Regions from separate parts of the Mus musculus genome. Here region 2 is linked to region 1. A link is a contact called in public HiChIP or PLAC-seq data. All regions are on one chromosome and are shown on one strand. The core of a region is the stretch at or near the end of the contact, and the rest is flanking DNA. Distances in the headings are between cores, read along the strand shown. Region 1 overlaps Prkcq (protein kinase C, theta). Region 2 overlaps Il2ra (interleukin 2 receptor, alpha chain).

What was found. HiChIP or PLAC-seq counts read pairs in DNA pulled down with a chosen protein or histone mark.
Region 2: a contact with region 1 is called in an H3K27ac HiChIP or PLAC-seq map of regulatory T cells, with 10 times the contacts expected there. The contact joins two enhancer-like sites. A contact is called at or near these places in 2 of 484 Hi-C or Micro-C datasets (Th1 cells and regulatory T cells) and 6 of 115 datasets of contacts at active chromatin or transcription factors (CD8 T cells, effector CD8 T cells, large pre-B cells and 3 more).

Annotation. Positions count from the first base shown.
Region 1 is chr2:11,184,901-11,191,810 of GRCm38.p6, reverse strand. The region is part of intron 1 of Prkcq (protein kinase C, theta); the gene reads right to left. Among named protein-coding and RNA genes, the nearest start is that of Prkcq, 16 kb to the right of the region's middle. Within about 2 kb of position 4,425, at least 75 of the 459 cell types and tissues checked have an H3K27ac peak or open chromatin away from gene starts, as enhancers often do. A contact at or near this core is called in CD8 T cells, Th1 cells and regulatory T cells, where this site is marked.
Region 2 is chr2:11,661,185-11,668,094 of GRCm38.p6, reverse strand. The region is part of intron 1 of Il2ra (interleukin 2 receptor, alpha chain); the gene reads right to left. Among named protein-coding and RNA genes, the nearest start is that of Il2ra, 22 kb to the right of the region's middle. Within about 2 kb of position 3,469, at least 65 of the 459 cell types and tissues checked have an H3K27ac peak or open chromatin away from gene starts, as enhancers often do. A contact at or near this core is called in CD8 T cells, Th1 cells and regulatory T cells, where this site is marked.

The DNA of each region.
Region 1 (6,910 bases), core at 3,176-5,675:
CCTTTCATAGTGTCTTCCCTTCTTCTATGACTGAATATATATATGATTGAAACCTAAAATCACTAGCTAGGACCTGGGGAAATGGCTCAGTGGAAAAGGGCCAGGTAAGGGTGAATACTTGATTTCTATGATCCCTGGCACCCTCTGGCTGTGGCCAAACACTTGGTCCATCACTTCAACACTGTCATGTCAGAGACTCACAAGTTGCCAGGCTAGCGAGGTAGCTCCACATTGAGTGAGAGGCCTGCTTCAAGGCAATGATGCAGAGATAATAGAGCAAGACACCCAGTGTCCTTCCCTGGCTTCTACATAGGCATGCACCTCCACATGTGTGCAGATACACAAGACTACACACACCACATATGCTTCCTCACATTCGCCAGACAAACAGAACACTCTAGCACTGGTGGGTCTGCTGTGGCAGGATGGTGACACTGAGGGAAGCCTTACTGACTGCAGCTCCCTAGAAAGAGGGTCATGAACGTCCTCTACCTAGGCAGTTATTGAATCTAATTTGTTTTCATGTATTCATTTCCAGGGCTAGTATGGATGTATTTGTTTATTTTTGAGGCAGAGTCGCTCACAGCCCAGCCTAGCCATGAACTTTCCTGTAACCAAGGTGACCTTGAACCTCTGATCCTCTTCGTTCTGTCTCCCAATCACAGGTGAGCACTACCACCCTCTGCACAGTGCTGCGGCTCTGTGCATGCTCCCTAAGCGCTCGACCAGACAGGTACACCTCTGCTTTTCCACTATAATTATATTCGATTAATTGCTTTGCTTTTGAAAATTGCCCATTTTCTCAAATATGAAAACTCCATTAAAATTCTGAGTTTTTTTTTTCTTTTTAATAACCAATCAAAAAACCAAAGCATACCATTGTCAGCGGTTTTCTGGTGGGGGCGGTATAACACACTTGTTTTAACTCTCTCTCTCTTCTCTCTCTGACAAAATAAGAAACAAAAGTAAACAAGGAACAACCCCCCCCATCAACAACACAGAAATGAAAGTTAAAATGAGCAGGAAAAAAAATGAATAAAATTTAAAAATACCAAAACAAAACAAAAAGCTTCACAAAAATACCACTGAGTTTGTTTATTTTGTCAACTATTCCTGGCCATCTCGGAGGTCTGACCTGTGTGTGGTTCATATATTTGGTGACATTCCAATAGAGAAAAAAAATTAAATGATGCCTTTAAAGATCTCTCTCTCTGTCTCTCATTATGTGCACAGTGTTTTGGCTGAGTTCTGCTTGTATACCACTTACATGTCTGGTGCCACTGGAGTCAGAGAGGTGTCAGGTCTCCTGGGACTAGAGTTGCAGGTGATTGTGAACCACATTTTGGGTGCTGGGGATTGAACCTGGGGCTGTATGAATGCTAGGCAAGCATGCTACCAGCTGAGCTACATCCCTAACCCCTAAATGATGCTTTTGAAGTTAAAAACAAAAGAATACTTGTTTTGAAGAAGAGTGTCTTTTTGAGTATTGAAATCAAGTGCTTCGGGAGCCTGCTAAACAATGAACAATAGGCTCAGGGGCCATCAAAAATTGACACAAATTTATTGGTTTATATACATATGAAAATCTCCCGACGGAAAGGCAAATGAAAAAGTACCATCAGGCACAAACGAAAATAATTTCAAGATGTCCCATGGTGCATTATTTTTTGAATTCCCCAAATATTTTCATGAAGTTCAAACTTCATGGTTATTGCTCAAGAATGCTAATCTAGCTGCATCCTCACTCTGTTTTAATTAAAGAAATTAATAGTTCCCTGTGAGTTACAGAAGTCAGCATCAGCCTCTCTCTCTGCCTCTCTGTCTCTGTCTGCCTGTCTCTCTGCCTCTGTCGTGTGTGTGTGTGTGTGTGTGTGTGTGTGTGTGTGTGAGAGAGAGAGAGAGAGAGAGAGAGAGAGAGAGAGAGAGAGAGAGAGAGAGACTTGTCTGTGTGAGCTTGTGAGGAGCACAGATGTTGAAGCCATGATCAGTCCTTGATCTGTCACTAAGTCACACCTCCCCCCAGACAGAATGTAGCAGTGCTGGGGGTGCTTATTAAATACAGCATTCAACCTAGAATGAATGAGAGACAGAGGGGGAAGCTCATGTGAGCATGGTGAGCTTGAGAACGGGAGGAGTCAGTCCAGAGGATAGATGAAGGTTCTAAAATGCAGTCTATCTCAGCTCCAGGTCTGCTTAAAAAAAATCTTTACATACAAAACTAGAAGTTTCAAATACAATTGGAAGGCAAGAAGTCCATGGAGAAATAAATCAGGTTTCTGGACATACTGGGAAGGAAAATACATAGGGCATGAAGGTGGCGATTGAAGTGATCTCTACGGTCAGGCAGGCAGAGAAGCATCCTTAGCTGATGGAAGCCATGGCTTTGAAAGTATTTATGTTGGTTTATTTATGTGTGCATGTGTGTGTGTGTGTGTGTGTGCATGTGTATGTGGTAGGGGTGCATACAAAGGTCAGTGGAGGTAGCCAGAACTCCTGGAGGCAGAGTTTCAGATGGCTGTCTGCCACCTGATGTGGGTGCTGGAAGGGAACTCTGATCTACTGCTCTTTCAGGAGACCAGGGTTCAATTCCCAGCACCTACATTGTGGGATTGTAACTCTAGCTCTAGGGCTTCCCTGGGAATATACGCATTCATCCCTCTCTCCCTCTCCCCCTCCCCCTCTCTCCCCCTCCCCCTTTCTCCCCTCCCCCTCTCTCCCCCTCCCCCTCTCTCCCCTCCCCCTCTCTCCCCTTCCCCCTCCCCCTCTCTCCCCCTCCCCCTCCCCCTCCCTCTCCCCCTCCTCCTCCCCCCTCCCCCTCCCTCTCCACCTCCTCCTCCCCCCTCCCCCTCCCTCTCCCCCTCCCCCTCCCTCCCTTCCTGTCTCTGTTCCCCCCTCTCTCCCTCTCTCTCTGTCTTTCTGCTTCCCTTCCTCCTCTCCTCTCTCTCTCTCTCTCTCTCTCTCTCTCTCTCTCTCTCTCTCGCATGTTCTCTCCCTTTCTCTCCTCCCCTCTGTATCTCTGTTTGCCCCTCTCTCTCCCCCTCCCTGTCTCTCTGTCATACACATTCATGAACAGAAATAAATCCTAGGACTGGGAAGGATGAGGCAGGAGGATCTGGAGTTTGACATCTGTTTCAAAGAGAATAATAACAAGAAAAGACCCTGGCACTTCCAAGAAAATGGATGGCACTGGAGATTATGTTAAGCAAAAAAGTCATGCTCAGAACTACAAGCATTGCATATTTTCTATCAAGAGTTTTTCCTTAGTGTAAACTTTAGAGGAAGAGGGGAGGGGTGGGAAAGGAAGTGAAAATGAAATGGAAAGTATTAGTGAAGAGGAAGGAGGAAGGCATCAGGGAGGGGAGGGGAAAGTGTGCACATATGATGTCACAATGTGATCAGGAGTCTGCATAATTAATATGTACCAGTAATGACTGCAAGAACAAAAGACAGATTGCAACATCAAGCCATTTGGGTCCAACTTCCAACTCACTGGGCTGCGTGTATTCCCAGGAAAGCCCTAAAAAGGCATTAGATCCCTGGAGCTAGAGTTACAGCCCTACTGTATGGGTGCTGAGATTTGAACCCTGGTTTCCTGAAAAAGCAGTAGACCAGAGTTTCCCTGTCTATAAACTCAGAATTAACAATAGTACCAACCTCAAGAGTAGTTACAAGGGCGACATGAATCAGTAGCTGGGAGTAGGTAAGAACACTACCTGATGGACGGGAAAAGCCAGTTACCTGTGCGATACAGCAGAACAGATTCAGAGTCAAATGGGCAACCATATTTTTTTTTCCAATATTTAACAGGACCTCTTTTCCTCATGTCAATTAGATTGCTTTCTTTATACTTTGTCTCCCCCAACTGCCATACAAAGCCGAGTTCTTCCCAAGTAGATCTTTCTTGCTTAGCTCTTCAGGACACAACACCTCTCCTCAGTTCCCCAGCAAGACAACCGCCCCTGTACCTTATTCACTAGAATGTAGGATGAACATGTGTATCGTGGGCCTGCTGGCACATATGACTGACTTTAACGCTATCCAGTCAGTTTGACATTATTTGGTCAAGGGGGAATGGACTGACAGTTTGGGTTTTGGAGTGTTCTATTGTTTGACTCCCGGTTAGGAACCCTTCTGTCTGCTTCTTTCTTCATCCCTGTGGATGCTCATCAGCTCTGATGATGCTCAGTCACCTCCATCTTTTCACCGCCTTTTCCTTCATCTTTACCCCATGATCCGCACCTCTCCTGTTGAATCACATTTTCTGTTTTACTTTCTGTCCTTCACTTTTCTGGAGCTTTCTCTTCATTTTTCTTGCCACTCTGATTCTTGCAACAGAGCTTTGGCTCTGTTGGTTCTTCAGTACTGCTAGCCACTCCCCCCACACCCAGCCCTGACTCTCTTTATCACACCCACCTTCTTCCTGTTTAAGGGTTTTCTGGTCTCCCTCCCAGTCACTCTGCTGCTCGGTCATATGCCTGCACTAAACTGACACTTAGCACAGGCTTCCTCTTGTCACATGCACGACTCTTTGTAAGAGGTGATCTAGACTGGAGGTACATAGAGACCCTGCTTTCCAACACACTGGGGACAGAGCTAAGGACTGCCATGTCTGCTCACATACTTATGAGTCCAAGATGTCATGGCACACAGAGGGAATGTGGCCTGTGTGACATGTCAAGGTTTAGCAAGTGACCCAGTGAGAGAAGATGAAGTCTAGGTTTAAAATTCATTATGGAGATATATATCAATGCAGGTAGCATCCTAGGAATACAAAGGGTGGAAGGCCTTGGAATATGCAGCATCTGGCCCAGAACGACCATGTTTCACCAAGCCCTGCTTTTTCACATGGGCTCTGGGTAACCAACTCAGGTTGCTGCACTTGTACAGCGTGCACTGTATTAACTGAGCCGTCTCCCCAACTCCCTGAGCACAGTTTTGTTTTAGTAGACTCCTGCTATCAGCCATGTAATGAATGAAACAAAAGGTCCAATCTCAGAAAAGATGAGAGGTCCTCTCTGTGAGAAGGTATACTAACCCCCGAAATGTCTGTGCTAGAGGGTGCTGCAAGAATGAAGGCCATAGCCTGCTTCTGAGACCTCAGTACTCATCTGTGGTGCTACTCCACACTTCCTGTGCCCAGATCCTACCTGGTCTGTGACCTGTTTTGACCAATAGGCCTCTGCAGAAACAGTGCAATGAACCTTGCTAGCTTGGACCTTAAAAACTTGAGCTTTGATTTGGAGTATTCACAACCCTCACTTCTAGTATCTAATTGCTATGAGAAGACCTCCAGGGTAGAGAGTTGGCAAGAAAGGAGATGAGGAGTTGTGTGGTCTCACCTTCCTAGTTATACCCACTCTGGAACCATGTGATCAGACCTGGCTATTCCCAGGAATATGACACGTTCTAAAGTCACCATGCCAGAGTCACCCCAAATTCTTGACCCATCAAACCACAAGCAGGTAAAATAGAGGTGCTTTTAGTCGCTGAGGTTGGGCAATTTGTTCCACAGATTGAAATCCAAATCAACACTCAGGGTCGAACAAACATTTGTCAAAGAAACACTGAACTGCATCCCAGACAATTCCAAGAGCAATAACCCGACTCTACTGACAATTTACACCACACTGAACTACATTCTTAATTGTGTGACACCAAATCCCATTTCAAGCCAGAGTCACACTTAACCGATTAGGGCTTAAGCTCCTTAGAAAGGGCTCCTTAGAAAACTCAGTCCTTTGAATCTGTCTTACAAAGGGCTAAGAAAATGTGTGTGGCACACGGATTAAAATTCCCTAGAATTTGGATTGACTTTTCCTTCTGGTTCTTTTAAGATAAATGTCCAAAATAATGTGTGTTTTTTGAACTCGCAGAATGCTTGGGGATTCTTTGTATTTTCATTTCTCAGCTCGTAATTACAGGTGTTGAGATAGACACCTTGAGACAAAAGTGTGTAATCTCTTCATTGATCTTACATAGCTAAATACAGGGGTCCAATGGATGGAACTAGAAAATATCATCCTGAGTGAGGTAACCCAGACCCAAAAGGACATACATGGTATGTACTCACTGATAAGTGGATATTAGGAAAAAAAAAAAAAAACCACAGAATACCCAGGATACAACCCACAGACCAACCATAAGAAGGTTAACAAGAAGGAAGGTCCAATTGAGGATGCTTCAATCCAACTTAGAAGGAGGAACAAAATAATCAGGGGAGGCAGAGAGAGTGAGGAATCTAGGGGGGAGAGAAAAAGGGGGCAGGATCAGGTATGGAGCAGGGAGACAGGAGAGAGGTCCAAAGGACAAGGGGAATACATGGAAATATGCAGCTGCTGGGGGTGGGGGAAGCTCTAGAAAAATCCCAGAGATCTGGAGTGGGGGAGGCTCCCAGGAACCAATGTGGATGACCTTAGCTGAAATGCTCAACAGTGGGAAACCAGAAGAGACCACCCCCAGTAGTCAGACAGGATCTACAGTGGAGGGATGGGGACCCAACCCACTTAAAAAACTTTCCACCCAAGATTTCTTCTGTCTCAAAGAAATGCAGAGACAATGGAGCAGAGACTGAAGGAATAGCTGACCAGTGACTGGTCCAACTTGGGATCCACCATGGGCGGGCACCAATTCCTGATACTATTACTGTTGCTAGGCTGTGCTTTCAGATATGAGCCTAGCATGGCTGTCCTCTGAGAAGCTCTACCCAGCATCTGACTGAAATAGATGCAGATACTCATAGCCAAGCATTGGTCGGAGATCGGGACCCCTATGGAAGAGTTAGTGGAAGGATTGAAGGAGCTGAAGGGGAAGGCAACCCCATAGGAAGACCAACAGTGTCAACTAACCTGGATTCCTGGGAGCTCCCAGAGACTGAGCAAAGAGCATGCATGGGCTGGTCTGAGCCTCTCTC
Region 2 (6,910 bases), core at 2,220-4,719, 480 kb before region 1:
TTGGGAAGAGAGGCCCCTTGGTCTTGCAAACTTTATACGCCTCAGTACAGGGGAATGCCAGGGCCAACAAGTGAGAGTGAGTGGGTAGGGGAGCAAGGTGGGGCAAGTGTATAGGTGACTTTCGGAATAGCATTTGAAATGTAAATGAAGAAAATAATAAAAATTTGAAAAAAAGAAATGTAAATAAAGAAAATATCTAATTTTTAAAAAGAAAAAAAGAAAATACACGGACTGGAGAGATGGGGGAGGGGGAGAGGGGAAGAGGACGAGAGAGAGAGAGAGAGAGAGAGAGAGGGGGGGGGGGAGGGAGAGAGGGGGAGAGGGGGAGAGAGCAAGAGAGGGAGAGAGGGAGATGGGGAGAGAGAGAGAGGCAAGCTAGGTGTGCTTGACCCCCACACCCGATGGCCCAAGTTAACTGAACAGAACCCATGGATGAAGGAGAAAACCCACTCCTGAAAGTTGCTCCCTGACCTCCACACGTGTGTGCTTATGCACTTCACACAAATAATAAATAACTTTTTCAAGGGAAAAAAAAACCCACAAATTGAAAACCACCATGAATTTGCCCGTTAGGATGGGTGAAATAGAAAAAAAAAAAAAATAGACAGAAATCTGCACCAAATGTGAAGGGGAATCTGAGCTGCTGGAATTATTTTATATAGTGTTGAGAGCACAAGATAAAATTACTTGGGCAAACTGTTTATGGTAGCAGTTCTCAACCTGTGGGTTGTGACCCATTTGGCAAACCTCTAGCTCCAAAAATAGTTACATACCGATTCATAACAGTAGCAAAATTATGGTTATGAAGTAGCAACGAACTAATTTTATGGGTGGGGGCTCACCGTAGTATGAGAAACTGTATTAAAGGGTCGCAGCATCAGGAAGGTTTTGAACCAATGGTTTAAGGTATTTAAAATGGAACAGGAGAGATGGCTCAGGAATTAAGAGCTGGCATTCTTGTAGAGGATGAAGATTTGGTTTCTAGAACTCACACTGTGGTTCAAGACTCTCTGTAACTCCATTTCCAGGGGGACCTGATGCTGTCTTCTGTCCTCTGCAAATACCCGGCATGAGTATGGTGCATATATATTTATGTGGGCAAAATACTCATGAGCACATCATAAATCTAAAATAATTTAAAGAATATATTTCAGATACTGTTAAATATACACCTGTCTAGCAATTCCACCCTGAAGTATTTGTCTCAGAGTAGTGAAATAATGTGCACCAAGAGAGAATTTGACACAGACTTCTAATTAATAACGAACCCAAGTTGGGACATGGTGGGAAATACTTATAATCCCAGATCTCCGGAAGCTGGAGCAGGAGAGTTATGAGTTTGATACCAGCCTGGGCTACTCCAGACCTTATCTCTAAAGCAACAAAACCAACCCAGTAACATATGTACCTATCATTGTGAGAATAGAGTATAAATTCAAAAATGCACCAAAGCATTCAAAAGAACGAATTCCTGCCACACAACATAGAGAAATCTCCAAAAAAAAACAAACTAAAGAAGCTAGTCATACTTACTTACATGACTTCACTTACATGATTCACTTAGATGTAAATGGGGGGGCAGAGGGAGAGAGGGAGAGAGAGGGAGAGGGGGTAGAGAACTTAAACAGAGAGAAATTAGGCCAGTGGTTTCTTGTAGTAGGCAGCGTCAACTCGAAGGAGACAGCAAAAAAAAAAAAACAACCGAGTGTTCTTCATATTCTTGCGCACAGTTGTCAAAACTCATCAAGTTGCATCAGACCTATTCATATAGCTTCCCTATAAGGTCTTTCTTACATCACACACACACACACCCCAATGACCACCCCCACAATAGTGATTAGTAAAATAAAGCCTGCATGTTTGGGGTCTGGAAAGACAGATCCGCTGTTGCTCTTGGCCCCACAATCACAAGGACCAGATTTTGGATTCCAGGGCCCCTGCAGAAGATGGGGGCTTCCTGCAAAAGCCTGGAACACTAGCCCGGAGGGGAAGTGCAGACAGGAACAGGAAGACAGCTCGAATAGTCTAGCTTCCAGACTAGCTGAGAGAGTCTGAGCCTCAGGTTCAGGGAGAGACTCTGCCTCAAAGGAATAGGCAGAATGGCACACCGGAATATCTTATGGACATTAATAACACTCAGGCATGTGCTTCTATGCACACAAGTGTGCATGCACTCACACAGGCACAGATACGCACATTAAATACATTAAAATAATAAATAAAACCTTTTAAGAATAACTCCTCTATAGCTAATTTCACTGAAACAAAACCAATTAATTTAGCAATTCTTGAGTAACTACTCGTCAGTGCAAATAGTCAGGGATTCATCTTGATCATATTTGGAATCTGGTACCAAACCACAAGCTAAGAAACCTTTCACATGCATAACTTTAAGAAAGGTCAGATAAGTTTTCTTTGGGATGACATTGCACCCCTAAGCATTCCTCAGAGTTCGGTGATGTTTTTCTAGACAAGGCTTTGCCATGGAAATTTCCACAGTCATCCGGAACTAGTCCAGTGTCCAAGGAGGTCATGTGGGGTCACGGAGACAGTTGTAGAATTTTGTACTCTCACAGATTTTCCATTTCTAAAAGAACCTTTCTCAGAATTGCTTATGATTCTCTCTCCCTGAAAGGCCTTGCCAAATGTGTTCCAAAACTTATTCAAAGACTCCAAGGCAGAAGAGCCCATGGGAAAGGCAGCCCTAGAGATTTTATTCTTTTTAATCCCTTAAGAGTAAATTGGGGATATTCTTAGCTCTTGTTGCTCTGGTGTCATAAAAGAAACATCAGCGCAACAGCCAAAAATGAGTAAAAATAATTTGTTTACAAGCTTCTCTGGGAGGTCATGAAGGAGAATTCCATGTACACAACTTAAAAAAGGAATCCTAATTTATTGTCTAAAATGACTTCAGGTGACTGGCGTCTTCCCTCTCTACTTTTACCTCCTGAATACTCCCAAACCACTTCTCCCAAATTCACCTCCCAGCCTTTTTCCACCTTAATTCTTGGGATATGGGGCTCCTGGGAGACTCCTATCTCAGACTCCGAGGTACTTGGATGTGGTTTTGCCTTTCATGTAGGCACAGGGCCAAAGAAGCGGCCAGCAGTTGTTAATCAACCCAATACAAGGGTTCAGACCAGAGACCTACACTGGGAAAGTTAACGCCAAACTCTTCCAGGATGGAGTATGTTGCCCATCTTGTATGAGGGGTAGTCCCATGCTTGCCAAATCTCTCCCCAGTCACTCTCCCTGAAATAAGACCATAATGCAGCAATTATCTGGGGATCTAGTGTCTCCAGGAAAAATGGAATACAAGACGTTCTGGGAACTTGTGACTCCTTCAGCGAATACTCTGGGAATTACAAAGCCTCCTCCCTGTGGGCTGCAGCACAGGGCAGGTAGGGAAAGGTGCTTGTTGTGGTTTGAATGTGGATGTCAGTCCATAGGCACCTATGTTTGAACACTTGGTCCCCAGCATGGGGCGCTGTTTGGGATGATCGCAGAACCTTTAGGGGTAGAGCCTTGCTGTGGGATGAGGTCATTTGTGCTTTTCTCGCCAAACCCTTCTGCTCCCAGGAAGAGACCTCTATATGTAGTAACAAGATCAAGGAGCACAGACATGGCTCCGTACTTCTTACCCTAACTGCCATCCTCCTTACATGGTTTTATGGCTTCGCCTCCACTCCTCAGATAGAAAAGCTTCCCCTTGATTTTTTTTAACAGTTTTATTTTTAGAAACAAAATGAAACTAGAATTAATTGTGCCTTGAATTCTTCTGTGCCCCTTGAATTAAACAGCAATATTGACAGTTGAAGCGTTCTCGGGAGGCAAGTGGTTCTTTTATCAATAAGACAGCGCCCCTAAATGGAGGACGACCAGAGAGCTCCCAGTGGCAGGCATTCAAACCTCCTGAAGAGACAGACTGGGCTGGAGAAGTGAGCCCTCTAGCGGTGCTGATGCTTTCTGTCGACTGTCACACAGCAGATAGTTAAGGTTGAGGGGGAACTTCTGGCTGCTGCACCCTACTTTCTGTCTGTACTCCCTGCCCAGCTACTCTTGTCTTCCAGCGCACACTGAGCAGACCCTTCGTGCTTTGGAACGTGCCTTCAGAGTGCTTTGTATTTTTACTCGGGATCTAGTCGGTAGCCCGAGGAAAGGTAGGCTGGGAGACAGTAGCGTTGGTTTATCTATGATATTTAAGATGAGAACGATAGGGACTCCTGTGCCCTAGGTAAATGACTCCAAAGGAGGGCTCCCTAAGAAAGTGGACAGAGTTTGAGAAAGGAGTCGTTAAGGAAATGTTTTGTCTGTAGCTCAGCCAACGCTGAGTAAGGGCTTCTTCTCCCTGCTGCCTCCTGCTTTTCCATATACTGGGAGTGAGAAGGGAGGTTAGAAAACACTCACCAAGCATGGTGTCTGCGGGACAGGTATTGACTGAACTATATAAGGGACTCATGAGTGTAACAAGAGTGTGAGTCGCCGGGCGTGGTGGCCCACGCCTTTAATCCCAGCACTCGGGAGGCAGAGGCAGTCGGATTTCTGAGTTCGAGGCCAGCCTGGTCTACAAAGTGAGTTCCAGGACAGCCAGGGCTACACAGAGAAACCCTGTCTCGAAAAAAAAAAGAAAAAAGAAAAAAGAAAAAAGAGTGTGAGTCACCTGATGAACAGTCTGGCTTTTGCCTGAGAGCCATCCTCTTCCTCATCAGATCAGATAAGAAAGCCAAGGTCAGGGTTGTCTCCAGACCAAATCAATGGTTGGGCCTTACAGAAAGTGTGTGTGTGTGTGTGTGTGTGTGTGTGTGTGTGTGTGTGTGTTTGGGTATGTGAAAGACGATTCAGTAGAACATGATGAATATTGTTTAACATGATCAAATGCTCTGAGAGTGATAGACTCATAAAAAAGAAACTGATCTTTCTGCGCCCTTTCTGTGAATTGTGGAAAACCCTGAGTTCTCCAAGTTCAGAAATCTTCCTTCCATGTCAGAGAGATGTAACCTCCAGGAGACAGGTTGCCCCCACTCCCCATCTGACAGCTGTCACTTTCAGGGAGATGTCTCATCTGTCTAAGCCATCTGGGTACCAGGCAGTGTTTATTGATGTTGTGGTTCAGTTCAGATCATTATCTGTGAAGTTAGAGCACCCAGGTCCCTCTGCTTGGATTTTTAAGATATGTAATAACAGACCTAATTTCTGAACTCCACTTTGTGTATATTACCTCCAATGCTCTGTGCAGCCACAAAGGGAAGATATTCTCAACTGGCTTCATACAGTTAGAGACTGAGGTCCCAAGAGGTCAGGCTACCCAAACCGCATTTTCATAGTGGGGGGAACTGAAAGCCAGGAGTCTAATGGCTGCCTTTATGTTTATCCTTTTTTTAAAAATTCCCTTTTACCTTCGTGAAATTATTTTAAATAGAAAACTCACTGTGTAATACAGAACAAAGAGAATGAGGACAGAGTGTGAATCTCCAATGCTCTTGAAACAAAAAGCTAGAAATAAGCATACAAACCACCCTGTTCCCTTTCTGACCTGCTTCTCTTAGTGACTGTCACCATCTGAGCCAATTCCACATGTTTCTGATTCTTGATGTCCGCTCAGTTCCCAAGAGCCACAATACTCTGGCATTCATACTCCCTCTCCACTAACGTTCAAGACTCCCATACAACTCAGCAACTGTCCACCTCTGTGGCAACAGCATCTCACCATTTCTCTCTGTACCACTTCTCTCTACCCTATCAACTGCCTCCATAATACCATCTGAACAAACCAACCGGAAGTGAAACCCAATGTGCCCTTCTGCTTTGTGATTAACCACCGGATAGGAACCCTCTCTTTGCTCTCTTTTGACCCAGGAAGTTTTTGTCTAACATATGCTAAGTTCTTGGCAAGTAAGGTTGACTTTGTTATTGCTTTATGTTAAGCATCCAAATGCCAATCAAACAGCATGTGGCAGCTTCCTTGAACCGTCAATCAGCGATATGATGAGAACAGCATCCCAAACTCTCTAAGACATTGCCTTTCGCCATATGGATTTGTGCTTCTGGGCTTTTGACATTGGTGCCCATTGGGGAGAATCCTGGCCCCTGCCTCATAGCCAGGTTCAAGTTTACCCTGGCTTGACGGGTGTTCAGATCAAACAAAACAAGCCATCCTAGCATAGGCGTTGTGAAACACAGCCTACCAACTTCTTCTTTGCTGTAACAGAATACCCAACAAAAGCGAAGGAAGGAAGGAAGGAAGGAAGGAAGGAAGGAAGAAAGAAAGAAAGAAAGAAAGAAAGAAAGAAAGAAAGAAAGAAAGAAAGAAAGAAAGAAAGAAAAGAAGAAAGAAAGAAAGAAAGAAAGAAAGAAAGAAAGAAAGAAAGAAAGAAAGAAAGAAAGAAAGAATTTATCTTGGCTCAGGTGCAGTCCATCATGGGGGGAAGTCCCAGCAGCAGGAGTTTGAAGCCACTGACCATGCCGCATCCATAATCAGGAATCAGAGAGAGATGGATGCTAGAGATCCATCCTTTCATGGATGCTAGCTTTCTCCTTTTAATGCCAACTAGGACTACAGCTACTGGAAATGACACCACACACTTTAGGGTCAGTCTTCATACTTACTAACCTAATCTGAAAAGTCCCTCACAGATATGCCTGAGATTTGCTTTCATGGTGACTCTAACCCTCCTCAAGTCAACAAGGAGATTAATCATCACAAATGCATTGCTGTGTTCAGTAGACTACAAGGAGGGTCTCTTGCTGGAAAGGGCGGGAAGATGAGCACCCCCCCTTGAAATAATCTCTTGTTGCTTTATTATCTACAAATCCTCCACAAGTCTTAATGGCTGCTTAGATTACTTCCCAATCTTGCTTTGTTTTGTTTTGTTGTTTACTGATATATAAAGTTACATATAGTTGATTCTGA